Linked DNA regions of Mus musculus: region 1 is linked to region 2. Evidence: chromatin contacts called from public Hi-C data. All regions are on one chromosome and are shown on one strand. Each heading gives the region's core, a stretch centred on a gene start, on an enhancer-like site or on the middle of the called end of the contact. The rest is flanking DNA. Distances are from core to core; before and after follow the strand shown.

What was found. Hi-C and Micro-C count contacts between places; a contact is called where the count stands out from the background.
Region 1: a Hi-C map of bone marrow-derived macrophages shows a contact between it and region 2, with 18 read pairs. The contact joins two enhancer-like sites. A contact is called at or near these places in 1 of 39 promoter capture datasets (embryonic stem cells), 4 of 484 Hi-C or Micro-C datasets (bone marrow-derived macrophages, cerebral cortex, liver and 1 more) and 2 of 115 datasets of contacts at active chromatin or transcription factors (embryonic basal ganglia and pancreatic cancer cells).

The regions. Positions count from the first base shown.
Region 1 is chr6:89,290,876-89,298,224 of GRCm38.p6, reverse strand. No RefSeq gene overlaps it. Among named protein-coding and RNA genes, the nearest start is that of 4930512J16Rik, 8.8 kb to the right of the region's middle. Within about 2 kb of position 1,619, at least 29 of the 459 cell types and tissues checked have an H3K27ac peak or open chromatin away from gene starts, as enhancers often do. A contact at or near this core is called in bone marrow-derived macrophages, where this site is marked.
Region 2 is chr6:88,955,809-88,962,442 of GRCm38.p6, reverse strand. No RefSeq gene overlaps it. Among named protein-coding and RNA genes, the nearest start is that of Gm36409, 15 kb to the left of the region's middle. Within about 2 kb of position 2,317, at least 91 of the 459 cell types and tissues checked have an H3K27ac peak or open chromatin away from gene starts, as enhancers often do. A contact at or near this core is called in bone marrow-derived macrophages, where this site is marked.

The DNA of each region.
Region 1 (7,349 bases), core at 370-2,869, 340 kb before region 2:
TGTGTGTGTGTGTGTATGTGTCTGCCTGTCTGTCTGTGGAGAAGGAAGTATAGTATAAGTATAGGGTCCTGTGCCCTCTGGGTTGCTCAGGCATCTCTCACAGATCCGGAGGAAGGGACACCTGGGCAAAGGCTGAGGACAGGACAACTGACCAGAGTAGGTGCAGGGTGGTATGGCCAGGCTGTGCTCAGGGACTAGTCTTAGAAAGTTGATTGCTAAGACTGGGTACTGCCAAACATGTTGAGGCCTTGAAGACCAAAGGAGGGGCATAGCACAGCTGTGTGGAGAGGTGGGTCATAGAGGTGGGAGGACAGAAGTGGCAGTATGAATCAGGCACCTCCAAAAACAATGGTCCCAGCACTACTCTCAAAGACTACTAAACTGGACAGATGCTGTGGGTTGGGCTGGGCTGGGCTGAGCCTGACTGGGTAGTGCGGTTCTGCACTAGACCTTCCAAAGCTTAGGAGCAGGCTTACCGTGTGCAGAAGCTGTGTGAGGAAAGGCCGGCTGGGAGGAAGGGTCCTAGGTAGGCAGAACTTTCCAGGAACCTTGTGGGTATAAGTGAGGGAGATCCTGAAGCCAGTTTTTCTGTCCACCACCCCAGATGGGCATGAGGCCACAGAGCTCACGTGTGGGGCAGTGCGGTCAAACTGGCCATCTCAATGCCTAGTCAGCAGATTTCAAGAGTGGCCTCTGCCCTGGAGGGCACAGTGGGTGAGAAGGGGACTGCAGACAGAGCTACGGCATTTGGCATTTGGAGCTGTAAGAGGAACTGATGAAGGGTTCAGGGTCATTCACCACGTGGCCAATAGGGTAAATTAGGGCTGAGGCCAAGGGCAGCCAGTTGCACCAAGGAAGGAGGGGCTCCCGTGGGTGCTTTGGAGCCCAGAGCACCACGCAGACTTTTCTTGCCCAAGCAGCCCAGGGATTAAACTGACTTTGTTGGGATTACAGTTGCCAATCAAGTTCAAGTACATTTTTAAGAGCTTAATTTGCGGCCCTAGGTTTCAAATAAAATCATCAAGTCCAGTCGATTAAACTCATTAAGGCGGGCAGCCTGGCTGGCGTTTACACCACCATCAGATTCGAAGAATTAATTAGGGGCTGTTATCCTTTGTCGGGATTAGTGGTGCTGGCCTCGAGGCCCTGGGTGTCTGTAGAAGGCATGCTGTAATCTCTTTAGTGGGCCTCAACAGATCGGTGGCTGTGGGGCAGGAAGACCATGTGATGTCCTGATTCTACTGAAGGGAGTAAGGCCTTGGGAGCGAGGATATGTGAAGGCTCCACCAGCAGGTTGGACTGCCTTAAGGGACTGAGGTCACAGGCCCTCCACTCCAGCCCTAATCTCTCCCAGTGTCCCACACAGCAGGGGGAGGGAGTGCTCCATGACATGTTCCCAGTAGGTGGGGTCCAGGACTGACTCCAGTTCCTTAGGTGGTATATATACTTTCTGTACTGTGCCTGTGGTGTCCCCAAACTGGCTCGTGTTCCCCATAATCCTCAGCACGGTGTCAGGAGCGAGTTGTGAACACTGGAAGGACATTGTCTTTCTAGCAGAGAAGAGGGAGGAGAGGCCGTGCCACTCATGCAGAAGAGCACATGAGACAGGAAGTCGGGCTCTGTGTACAACTTCCCCTGGTTTGCCTGTCGAAGGGGTCTGCTTCCTCCCTTGATGGCTCATTTCTAGGCACCTATCTTCTTTCAGTTCTTCGTGCATGTCAAATGCATCCAAGGGCCTCAGGACCTTTGCATGCGCTGGTCCCCAGATGCCAAGCTCTTTCCGTTCCTGAAGGGCTCAGTACCAATATTACATTTTCAGAGAGGCCTTCTTCCTCTTTCCAAGAATGTTCTAGAAAAGGACCGTAGAATAGAAAGATCACATAAGCCATGTAGGTAATTTAAAAGTTTACAACAGCCTGGCTAATGAGAAGTTAAATTTAGTTACTACTCTAGTTTCTATTCTGTTGTGATAAAATACTCTGGCCAAAAACAACTTGATGGGGAAAGGATTTGGCTTACATTTTCAGGTCACAGTCCATCTGTAATTGAAGGAAGAAGTCAGGGCAGGAATTCAAGGCAGAAACCTGGAGGCAGGAACTGTGGAGGAACACTGCTTGCTGGTACATTCTTAGGCTCATGCTTAGTTAGCTTCCATATGTAGCCCAGGACTACCTGCCTAGGAATGGTGCTGCCCACAGTGGGCTGGGCCCTCCCACATCATCAATGAAGACAATCCCTTACAAACACATTGACAGACCAATCTGATAAAGACAATTATTCAGCTGAGACTCTTTCTCAGGTGGTAACAATTTGACAGTTAATGCTAATTGGGACAGTTAATATTTACATGCATATTAAGTATTTAGCTATATTTATCTTAATTCCCTTTAACCCAACATATCAAAAATATTTACTATTCCGTAGGTAACCAATGTAAAAATATCAACGAATGCTTCTCATACTCTTGTGTTGTGCTAAGCCTGTGAAATCTGATGAGGTTTATACTTTTGGCCCGTGTCAATTCCAAAGCTAAATTTTTATCAGAAGCACTCGATCTGCATTTAGATTTGATAGAGTTTATGTTGAAAGAGATTTACATACCCAAGTAGTTCTAAAATATCTGAACTGATTTGAGCTTCCATTTTTTTAATTCAAATTACTTAAAATTCAATAAAGCATAAAAACCTCAGGTCCTCATCTCACGGGAGCCCATCGTTCACAATCAGCCAGGGAAGAGCGGCCCACCACACAGAAGATTCTATTGGGCTCTGGAACATTCCCTGAGTTTCCTAGGCAGCCCTTGCTGCAGTTTGTACATTCCCTGCGTCTGCTCACTGCCTCTCTCCTCTTGCTTCCTCTGGACCAGTGGCTCCTCCAAGGTGGGACACTGGATGTAGAATGGAGGACAGGGTGGGGCTGAGGGTGAAGTGCCAACATGAGGGCTGAGAGCAGACCTTCTGTAGGCTGTGGCAAGGAGGCTGCCCCTGGGCTGCAGTGTCTGAAGAGCTTGGTCCCTGCTGGTGTGGGGTGTGGATTGAGCGTGATTGGCTTGAGGAGAGAAAGCATCATGGCTCCCAGACCAGAGCAGGGACATACCTGCCTCACATACCCAGGATGGCCACAGCCTTCTTCCTGTCCTTCCTCTGACATCTCTGTTCTCATTCTAGTCTCAGTAGACCATTCATGCTGGGCTGCCCTGAGCTGGCCTTCTTCAGCCCTCCAGCACCTCTCTCCAGTTGCTACATATGATGGCACCTCCTTTGTCCATCTTAGACTGACTGAGGAAAATCTGGTAACTGACCAGGCTGGGGTACAGCCACCCACTGACCCAGGGAAGAAACTCCACTGCCTAGAAATGAGTGCCAAGTCCCGTGAGAAACCATCAGTCATCATCTCTGTCAGTCAGGGGAAGGTCATGGGTCCCAGGGGAAGTACACTCTTCTGTGGGGCAGGGAATGGCAGTGGGAAGTGGCTGCTCTGCTCTCTGGACACAGCCAAGGCTCTGACTGTGAGTCATCAGAACACACATTGTGGCTGCAGAGACTATCTGGGAGATGGGCAGGAAAGCCCTATTTGTCCCCAGGGAAAGGCTGATATAGGTGTCTCGATCTCTTGAATAGAGGCGTGAGAACCTGGTTAGGATGGACAAGGCTAAGAGGAAGGAAGGAGGGAGGTCAAAGTGGGGAGGAGGCGTCTCAGCCATAGTCCTGAGCCTAGCCTGAGGTTGTTGAGCCTGGGACACCCTAGATTTTCACCGGTCAGTGGTGGTGTCCTCGTGCTCTGTGCCTTATGTTCTCATCATGAAGTCCAGACAGAGCCGTGAGCTGGGTGAGGTCTAGCTTCCAGCTTGTGCGAACCAGGACTATGCTACTTCTCAGGCAACAGAGGAACTATGGGATAGTGAGTGTGGTCTCTAGGTGCTGGGTCTGGGCTGTGTGCTCCTCTAAGTGAAGCCCCCTTAGACACAGCCTGCCTGTTGTCTGTAAGGCCAGCATGGGGACCACTGTGAGCATTTGCTCTGCCCAATGCCTCTGTGGGGCATCTGTGCTGGACATGTGGGCAAGGTCATTCAAGGGCCCCTTCTCTCCTTCCCCCCTCCCTCCCTCCCTCCCTCCCTCCCTTCTCTCCTTCACTCTCCTTTCCTCCCTCCCTCCTTTCCTCCATCCTTTCCTTCCTTCCTTCCTTCCTTCCTTCCTTCCTTCCTTCCCCCCTCCCTCCCTTCTTCTCTCCTTCCCTCCCTCCCTCCCTCCCTCCCTTTTTTCCTTCCCTCTCTCCCTCCCTCCCTCCCTCCCTCCCTCCCTTCTCTCCTTCCCTTCCTCCCTCCCTCCCTCCCTCCCTCCCTCCCTCCCTCCCTCCCTCCCTCCCTTCCTTCCAAGAGTCTCTCTCTCTCTGGGGTCTTACTTCTTGACTGATCAGTATCTTCTCCTGTGGACTTGACCTGGAAATTCTCACAGTTTCCTTAGCGACTGGTGGGCAGCCATTGCCCTCTATCTGTAGGCCTTCTGACCTAAAATTCCTCTGTGTCCTTTTCTCAAGGCCCCCTCAGCCCCTTCTGTGACCTGTGGCAGCTTCATTTATTTATAAGTTGGTCATATCAGTGGCTCTAATGTGGCTTCCCAGAACAGAGACCAGGGAGTTGTGCAGGCCTACATAGAGTTTAGGTCCTGGGACCCAGGCTCGGCTAAGATGGACTGGAGTGGGTGGGGTTAGTGTGTCATCATCCAAAGTTATCTGTCTCTTGTGGTCCAGGACTAGCAATAATCCCAGCGTGTGTCCACTGCTGTGACATGGGCTTGGGGCGCTGGAGCAGGTATGATTCAGCTTTGAGAGAGACCAGGGTGGTCCTGCCTTCAGTGGATCCCATAGCTCACATGTCTTCTGAAGCCCAGGAGATCTGAGCTAGCCAGCAGCATAACTCAGATGAGGCCTGTATCCACTGAGAAAGGTTAAGTCTGGCCCTCCTTCCCGTGGAGGAATGAGGAGTGAGCCCTGCCAGGAGGTGAGTGTGGAACCAGGGACTCAGGATGCTGGTCTAGCAGGTGTCTGGCTGAACCTCACTTAGGCCCTGCATCCTCAAGCCCACCTCCTAGCTCCCTCTCCTCTGCGCCTGCCCCTCCCATGGCCCCACCAGACAAGCTCCATCTATGGGCTGAGTCTCTACCCTGGCCTGAAAAGCCTGTCATTTGCTGGGGACACAGTAGAGCAGGGGCTATGATTATTTTTATTGGGCTGGGGGTGGGGCTAGGGACAGCTTAGTCAGTTGCTCAGCAGGCTGAGGCTCTGAGTGGAGGTTCACAGACCCCCAGGTCCATGCCTTGCATGGTCTGTGGCTCTGATTGGCACTGGGCACTGACCTGGAGGTGGCTGGTGGCTGGGTTGGGCTTCAAGGCCGTTAGCAACCTGGGCCCAGCAACATTTTTTTTTTCTGTAGGTTGAGGCAGAGAGAGGCTCATCTAGAACTGAAAGCAGAAATGAGGCTTCTACCTCCATGCCAGGGGTCTTGGCACTCACACAGGTTTGAGTGGGTCTTCTGTGCAATCTAAACTTGGCGAATTCTAGGATTCTTGCTAAAATCATTTCCCAGTGTTCCAAAGCTAAAACCCCCAAGTTCTACCATTGGACAGTGGTGGCCGAGGAATAGTGCCTTTCATCAAAAACACTGCACAGAGCATGGGGGACCGAGTTCCTGGCCAGGGCATCATGCATGCCAAGGTCCTGAGGCCACAACGTATACTGAATGAGCTGACTAGACATCTGTGTCTGAAGGCTGCTTTTCTCAGAACTAAATGGAGACTTGAGCCTTATAGCTTCTGAGACTGGCTGCCAGGGCCACACTTTTGTAGTAGCAAGGGCAAGACCCAGGCCAGCAGTTAATTAAGTCACAGTGGGCCTGCTCCCTCCAGTTAGGGAACAGGGGCAGAGCCCAGGCTATGGAAGTCATCCTAAGTCAGGGAATGAGAGACCCCATAGCACCTGCCTCTCTGCCAGTTCTGGGATGAAGCCAAGCTACTCTGGTCCCTTAATCTCATGGGCATGTGTGTCCCCAGCCCTGCCCATCCTCCTCTGAAGTGATCACCTCCTCAACCAAGGCCACCAAGGCTGAAGGCCAGGTGAGCCCTTGCTGGACTCTAGCTCTGGGTAGAGTGGAGAACAGGGATCCTGTTTCTGAAGGCTGAAAGAAGTCTGACCTCCCTTCCATCCCTTCACAATGGCCAAGCTGCTTAGCTGAATCCAGGTCTTTGGCTCCTCCTGGGCCTGAGATATCAGGGGATGTGGGCACTGCCTCCTCCTGGCCCTTCTGCCTCTGCCCAGTTCTGTGGCAGAGATTGTCTACCTATTGTCTCCTGTTCAGCAGCTCTGTCCTGGCTTTAGAAAATTGGGAAGGGCCAAGAGAGGAAGGTGAAATTGCAGCCTGGCCTAAAGCCACACTGACCCCTCCCCGACCGCACCCTGGGTCCGGCATGCTTTAATTAAAGATGGAGAGCTGCACAGAGGCTCAGCTGTCTGCCTCCCAGTGCGATGATGATTGAGCACTGGTCACGCTCATGCCCAGCCCCCTCCCCCTGCATGTGTGGCTCCTGCTGCAGAGCACCTGCTGGGCCATTGTCATATCGAGTGAGTACAAGGGCAGAGCAAGCAAGTCTTTCCAGACCCCTTTGGCGGCACCCACTTCCTATTGTATCTAGTATAGCTAGATACCAAACTATGGGCTCTGGACCCTCTGCAGCTCTGACATCTGCCTGGGACCTGATGATACAGATGCCAGTGCAGGAGGGAAGTCCTTTGTTGGGAAGCTGGAGTCTCCATCCCTGTGTTGTCCTAAATGGCAGTGGTGAGCAATGCACCTTGTCTATGACTGTCCACCTGGATGGCCATGACTAGTTCACGTAACTTCCTGCCCTGGCTGTACAGTGGGAGAGCCATTGCAGCTTCCCACGGGGACAGAGCAGGCACAGCACTGCTTGTAGCACGTGACCCTCCAGGTGCTCGGCCACCCTGTGTGGACCCTCTGGAAATCTCCAACTGTTCATCTCCGAAAGCCCGTGTCAACACTGTTTGGCTGGTGCTTCTCCGTGCCAGCTCGGGGACAGCGTAACCTGGAAAGTCATGGATGGCACAGAACAGCTTGCGGTCCCTGGCCTGCAGCCTGCAGGGCAGGAGGGACACATTTCCCCACTTGATATTGTTTTGACTTTGTTATGTACATTTTATTTTTTACTAAGAGGTCATATCTTAGCTGTGGACATTCTAATTATTGTTTGTAAATTTTCTAACCACGGTTAAATGTGCAGAGCACAGTATCATCTCTGCCGTTGTTGATAACAGCAGTGTTGTCAGGGCAGCATGCT
Region 2 (6,634 bases), core at 1,068-3,567:
TTGACTTCACTTACAGTACAAGACCTGAATTGCATCCCATGGAACAGGCACTAATTCCAGTCAGAAAGAGATGATGGTTCCTGTAACAGACCTGCCACTATCACCTCTTGCCTGGCTGGTCACTCCTATGGCATAGAGTCTGAAACTGAGTAAGCCAGTTGGTGACAATTCTCGCCCAACAGCCTGCATAGCACTTTCTGGCACTGGCTAGCAGGAAGGGAGCTTTGAGCCCAACCCCAGCTTGATTTCTTTATTTCCTCAACCAAGATGTCCAGTACTACATTGTCAGGTCTTTTTCCTGATGCTCAACCAACAAGCTTTTCATCCTGCTACCAGCCATTCTGCAGCCACTGTGACTGCAGGCATGGCATGTCCACAGCACCGGAAAGCAGGCTGGATGCAACACAGATACATTGTTCAGCTCAGCACGCATGGGATCCTGAACTCCACTCCCCAGGGAGGGGAAGATGGAAAGGGAGAGGCAGGCAGGAAAGGGAGAGAAAAACTTATGAGACTCCATGACTTTATGCAGAAAGCCAGATTTCTGCCTGCCCCAGGAAAGCCTCCCTTTCCTTCCATTGGTCAGAAGCAAGTCAGATGACCACTTTACCTGCAGGGAAGCCAGGACACATGACTCGGCCACAGAAGCAGTTAGTGGGGGTAGAAAAACAAGAGAGGATATGGCGTCAGATTTAGCCACAGATGGAAACGGTGGCCACCTCAATCAGGAAGGGCAGCAGCCAGAGAGAGAGAAAAGCAGGAATCGCAACAGGGCCCTGAAGAGGAGACAGGGAGGAGGTAGTCTGCAGGCACAGCCAGGTGACCACCATACAGAGGACATGACTCTGACCACACAGGCCCTGTCCCTGCCTACCACAAGAATGTGCGGGTCCATCTTTCTGTTATAAGCATCAGACTCCCACTCAGACCCATCTATAGCCTGGGGAGGGCTGGCTGCACTCAAAATGCAAGGTACCCTAGCATCCAGCGTCTCCTCCATCTCTCATTTTCACCTTAGTGGTGCCACTTCAAAGCACCTTTCCCAGTGGGGCGGTGCCACCTGGGACCAGCAGCTCCAAGTTTGTTCCAACATTCCTCATTGCCTATGCTTGACTGATGTCCCCTCTCCCAAACCCACTCTTAGAGACACTTCCAGGCCAGTCATGGGGAAAAAAAAAAGGGGGGGGGGTGTTTGCAGTCTGTCATGTAAGCAAATCTGTGGCCTGGCTTCAGTGGCTGGTCTCCCTAGCCACATTCCAGACATTCACAGGCAGAAATCTGGAGTCTAGAAATATGTGTGAGACTATCCCCAAAGAATGCAAGGAGTCAGGCTGAACGTATGTGCCAGCGTGACGTGGTCAGGAGACCAGATGTGTGGTCCTCCCCTCTACAATGAGATGGCACCACCTTTCTGGTTGGGATAAGTGGACCCAGGCCTTCTGCTCTCAGCCTGCGGAGCCTCACTGGGTTTCTTGTTCCTGGTACAAAAATGATTTGATCAGGGAACAAACAGGACCCAGGATCAGATGACAAATGTCTATAGCAGAGCTCAGGAAAGGGAGCCTGTTCGTCACTGAAGGAGGAAGGGACGATTCAGGAAGTCACAGGGCAGACCATGGCACGTTCAGGGTGAAGCGAGCCTCTGTGTGGAGCAGAAAGCTAGAGCAAAGGCTGCAAGAGCTGGCTGAAATGGAAGCATTGGCATGCCGCTCCGAGGCTGGCTTCCGCCTGAGGGCCGTTTTCTGAGGCAGGGTCTGGTGATGAGACTGTATGAGCAGAGTGCTTCAGATAAGGAATCTCAGGTGGTGTCTTGTCTCAGCCATGCCCAGGCTGAGCAAAGCTTGGCGTCACAGGGCTGAGAAGCAACTAGCGCAGTGTCCACCACAGCAGGAGGGAGCAGAAGTCCAAGGCCAACCTCCACCCTTCCTAGGCCCTATTCTACAGCTCTATGTTCCACCAAAGACTATGACCCCAGGGTGGCTAAGCTCACAGAAAGGCACACCATGGACCCAGGGGGACAAATGCTGATTAGCCTGCTTGGCTCATCTGCACCTGTCTACTAAGTTGTGTGAATTCAGACAAGATTTTTAACCTCTCTGTGCCTTAGTTTCCTCACTTATAAATTAAGAGTGGTGAAACACACACATAACTCCAACAATAGTTTGGGTTATAAATCAGCCAATGTGTGTGGTGTGCACTGGAAAGAGAAATATCCTCCTGAATAAAGGCTAGAAGCCGTGAGAGAGGCGTGACAGCCGCAGGCCCTGACAATCCACACCACTGTAGCCCCCTGCTGGCCCTTCAGCTGAGCCACGGCTGGCTCCACGCCCACTGAGAGCGTAGAAGACAGAAGACAGCTCCAGTTCTCCTTAACAGCTAGGAAGAGCCTGCCCTGGCCCAGAGCCAGACAGGACTACTCTCAGCCTTGGTCTTCCTGCGGTGCAGAGGACTGGCATGTGGTACAGGCCTGTGGGCTGCTCCAAGATGTCACTCTGTCCTCCCAGTACCCCAGAACTGTCTCCTCCATCCTCAGCCCCAGGAAGCCTGTGAGTGGTCTCCAAGGCAACAGGGCATCAGAACAGCAGAGAATATGTTGAGGATGCTCAAGAGTAGTTGGGGGTGGAGGAAGCCCACAGATTGATACCTACCCCATAAGGCTAGCAAGGATCTGCCTGTATCCACTGCCCCCACAGTCTCCTGGCACCCACCCTGACAGATTCTATCTTCTGGGAGCTACAGACCTTCAAGTCAGGTTGCTGATGGTCAAACTGAGGTACAGAGCAAAGTAGCTCCAACCAAGATTGTTCAACCGTCCCTCCTGGTCCTTGCCTTTCATTAGGTGATGGTCAGGACAGCCAATGGGGAGGCAGCAGAAGGCTGGGTTCAGAGGCTTTTCAGACCTGCAGATTCCCAGGTGGGAAGCTAACCACAGGCCCAGGGAAACCCTGGCATGCAAGTCCTAGTTCCCCTCCCAAGGCCACAGCAGATATTGCTAATATGCAGACATGTCTCAGGTCATTTGGAAACAGCACACAGGAGAAGGGGCAAGAGCCTGAAGATGGCAACTGTAATAGCATGGATCTCAGGCGCTTGCATGCCACAGGGGCCAGCCCCTTAACCCCCTCACCCTAAACTAATTGTGTCTCCTTCAAACTTCACATTCACAACATATCCTCACCTCATACTATATTTGGAGATAAAACCTATCAGGAATAAATTTCAGTTAAATGAGGTCATGAATTTGAGCGGGGATCTGATCCAACAGAATTAGTGTCTTCATAGAGACACACTCCCTCTCTTCAAGTATGCCCAAAGAAGAAATCGCACAACACACAACAAGAAGTTAGGAAGCCCTGGCTGTTCTGCCCTGACCCCAAATGCATAGCCTACAGAACAGAGAGAATGAGTCCATCTAAGGTGTCAATTTGTGGCAGCTGGTGCCAGCTATGACCCTCACATAACAGCTCTGCTTGAATCTCCGCTTTACAGAAGAGGACACAGGCTCAGGCAAGTGATGCCTGTGAGTACATCTGTAAGGGTGGAGTGAGGACAGACCAGGTCATCCCTCCACCGCCCACACTGCACACTGCATGGCTAAGTATGCATGGTTGTTCACGCCAGACCTGTCTTTTGTGGAGTCCAACAGTAATGCCAACTGTGCTTCGGATACTGCTGCTACTTAACAGCATTAACTAAGACTCAGTGTACTATTGGACAAGCCCCATTAGCTTTACACATGGATTCCTTGCTGGCCCCTCCACTGAGTCAGTCCCACTTGAAGCCTCCTGCACAACTTCAGATGGACTCTGAGTGAGACCACAATCCACTGAGGCTGGTCAAAGGCTGGACAGGACGTACCAAGCACTCTTGTCCACAGCCCATCTGTACTTCTCTAGTGGCTCCAAGACCCCAGCAGGAGTGTCCCCACAGGAAGGCAGCAGCCATCTGGCTACATGCCACAGCACATCGGTTGCCAAAGCCCATGTTGAAGAAGACCCATGTACACCCAGATCCAAGGGAGGGGAGGGCATTGGTCAGTTTTCTTCATCATTGTGGCAAAATACTTGACAGAAGCAACCTGGGAAGGAAGGTTTCTGCTGGCTCACAGGCTGAGACAGTACAGTCCTTCCTGGTGGGGAAGTCTTGTCAAAGTTCATGGTGCCCAGAGCAGGTCACGGATCGCATCACAGCAGGAAGTGGGAAGCAGAGAGTACTGAGTTAAGCACTGGAGCCAGGTCTCAAGGCCCATCCTCTCCCACCAACCCACTTTGCCAGCCACGCCCCACCTGCCAAAGGCTTTACAGCCTGTAGAGGGGGGCCACTTGCTGAAGGCTGAGTGTCCAAACACACGCCTGAAGGACACCTCTGACTCAAACAGTATCAGGAAGTTGAACCACACCTCTGTGAGGCAAGGGTGTTGTGGTCATGCGCCAGAGGACCCCATGGGAAAAAGGTATGATTAAGGCCATCTTGGGAAAGTACAGGCCACATACAGTGCTAAAACCAGATCTGACCTGCTAACGGAAATGACAAAGAAATTTCACTGTGACTTGTTTCTATTTGTGTTCCCATTAATCACCTGTCTGTTGTCATTAAGTTGTCATGCCTGCGTTACTGGCAATAATAACCTGGGGTTTGATCACATCTCACAAGGTGGTTTGCATGGGCTCAGCTTCTTCATGGGGATGAGGAGAGGGCTGACACAGCTGATATAAAACGAGCAAAACTAAGACTTCTCAACCAGCTGCCAGGGAGACCCCGAGGAGTTTCTTGAAGTCCCAGGACCAGTGTCTGCCAGAACAGCTAAAGTAGAAGGTCCCAGCGTTGAACTGTATATGACTGGAAACCCCAGAAGATGTCTTCAAGTCCCCGGAGACCTCCAGGGCTAGTGCTGACATTCTCTCTCAGAGGCATCTGCACATTGTCTCCACCTCAGGTCATGTGTCTGTGACACTGCACTATTCTCACCTGAGGGAGTGACCCTCTGCATTCCCCCACATGCCACTGAGACAAGGTGTTATACTCATGAGTGCACACCCTCCCCGCCCCAGAAGTCTCCAGCTTCTATAGGGAGTTAGTGAAACCTCTAGGAGGTAGATGGGAAGAATCAGAGCATTGGAAGTGTGTCTTGAAGGCCATATTGGGAGCCAAGTCATTTCCTGTGTCTCTTAGCTTCTCGGCCACCATGATATGACCAGTTCTGCTCCATCATGTGCTTCCACCATGATGTTAGGGCCTCAGAAACCTCTGAATGTGCGAATCAAACAAGCCATTCCCCCTGTTATTTTTTCACAGCAGTAGAAAGCTAACTAACACACAGGGTTACAGGGTAAAACAAAGTTCATTAAAAGTTCAAACAGGTAACAAAGGTCATTATATCACCCCCAACTGGATGTGACTTATGTGGCAGGGGTGGTGGTTAAGCTACCATTCTCACCACAAGGCATCTCATGACTGGTGCTATTCTCTTCCTCTGGAAGTGAGACCAAGGGAGATGTTCTTTCACATCCTTCTCTATGACCTCTCTCACTGCTGAGGCTAAACGACTGCCAAGTCCTCCTTACTAACAGTCAACGGGTCTTGTCTTCCACCTCAGTGTTTTATGCTAAGATTATCCCACCTAGGGATACCCAAACCTGTCACTTTCCAGACAAAAGAATCATTGGCTCTCACAGGAAGGTGAGTTCCATAGACAGAAGAGCTCTTAAGCTTACCCCACTGCCCACTATAGAAGGCATGCATGTGTACAAGTTGAAAAGACATCTCTTACACTCGGTGCTAGACAAGATCAAACCAGCTCTTTTGCTGAGCTCAAACAGAAAAGCATAAGGACGAGGTTGTTTGAATATTCTTAGAGGTATAAAGGAGCCCACTAGACAGTGGAAGCTCACTAAGGTATGGCTCCCAGGGCACTGAGAATGATGCAAACAGTAAAGATGCTGGTGTGGGTTGCTTCTCCATGGTGGTGTTTGCAGTTCCATCAGAAATGGCAGAAAGGGTCAGAGTTGGTGGTAATTTCAGCACTCAGAAGCCAAAATAGGAGGATTGCCATGAGTTCTAGGCCAATCTGGGCTAAATAATGAGTTCCAGGCTAGCCTGAGCTACAGAGTTAGACCCTGTCTCAGAAACAAAACCTAACAACAAAATCCATGTATATGCCTAGCAAAAGAGCCAGTGCACCATTCTTAGCCCATGAAAGCAAGTCTTTAGTGGGGAGGCAGGTATTTTGTATTTTGAAGGGAAATAACACAATTAGCTTGAAGGAGTTTATACTTCAGCTTTAAATGGCAATGTTCATTTAGACGGCATCAGATCTTTGCAAAGCTAGGGTGTTGGAGATTGCTGTGATTATTCTGTGAAAATCAATACAAACAAGAAAGGAAAGCAGCCACGTCCAGCCTGATCCCAAGGCTTGGCAGGCTATGTGGTGTCTGAGGCGATTAAGTTGTTATGGCATAAATACTTATTTTAAAAATAAAAAAGCCACTGGAAATGGTCCTAAGAGAAAACATCAAACAAAGCAACATCTGTTCCTGAAAACTTAGAGGATGCATAGGAGTATAGTACACTGTGGCTACCTCTACCTCTGCCCCAACCACAATGCAGACTGGCCCAGATGGCTGCAACCCAGGGC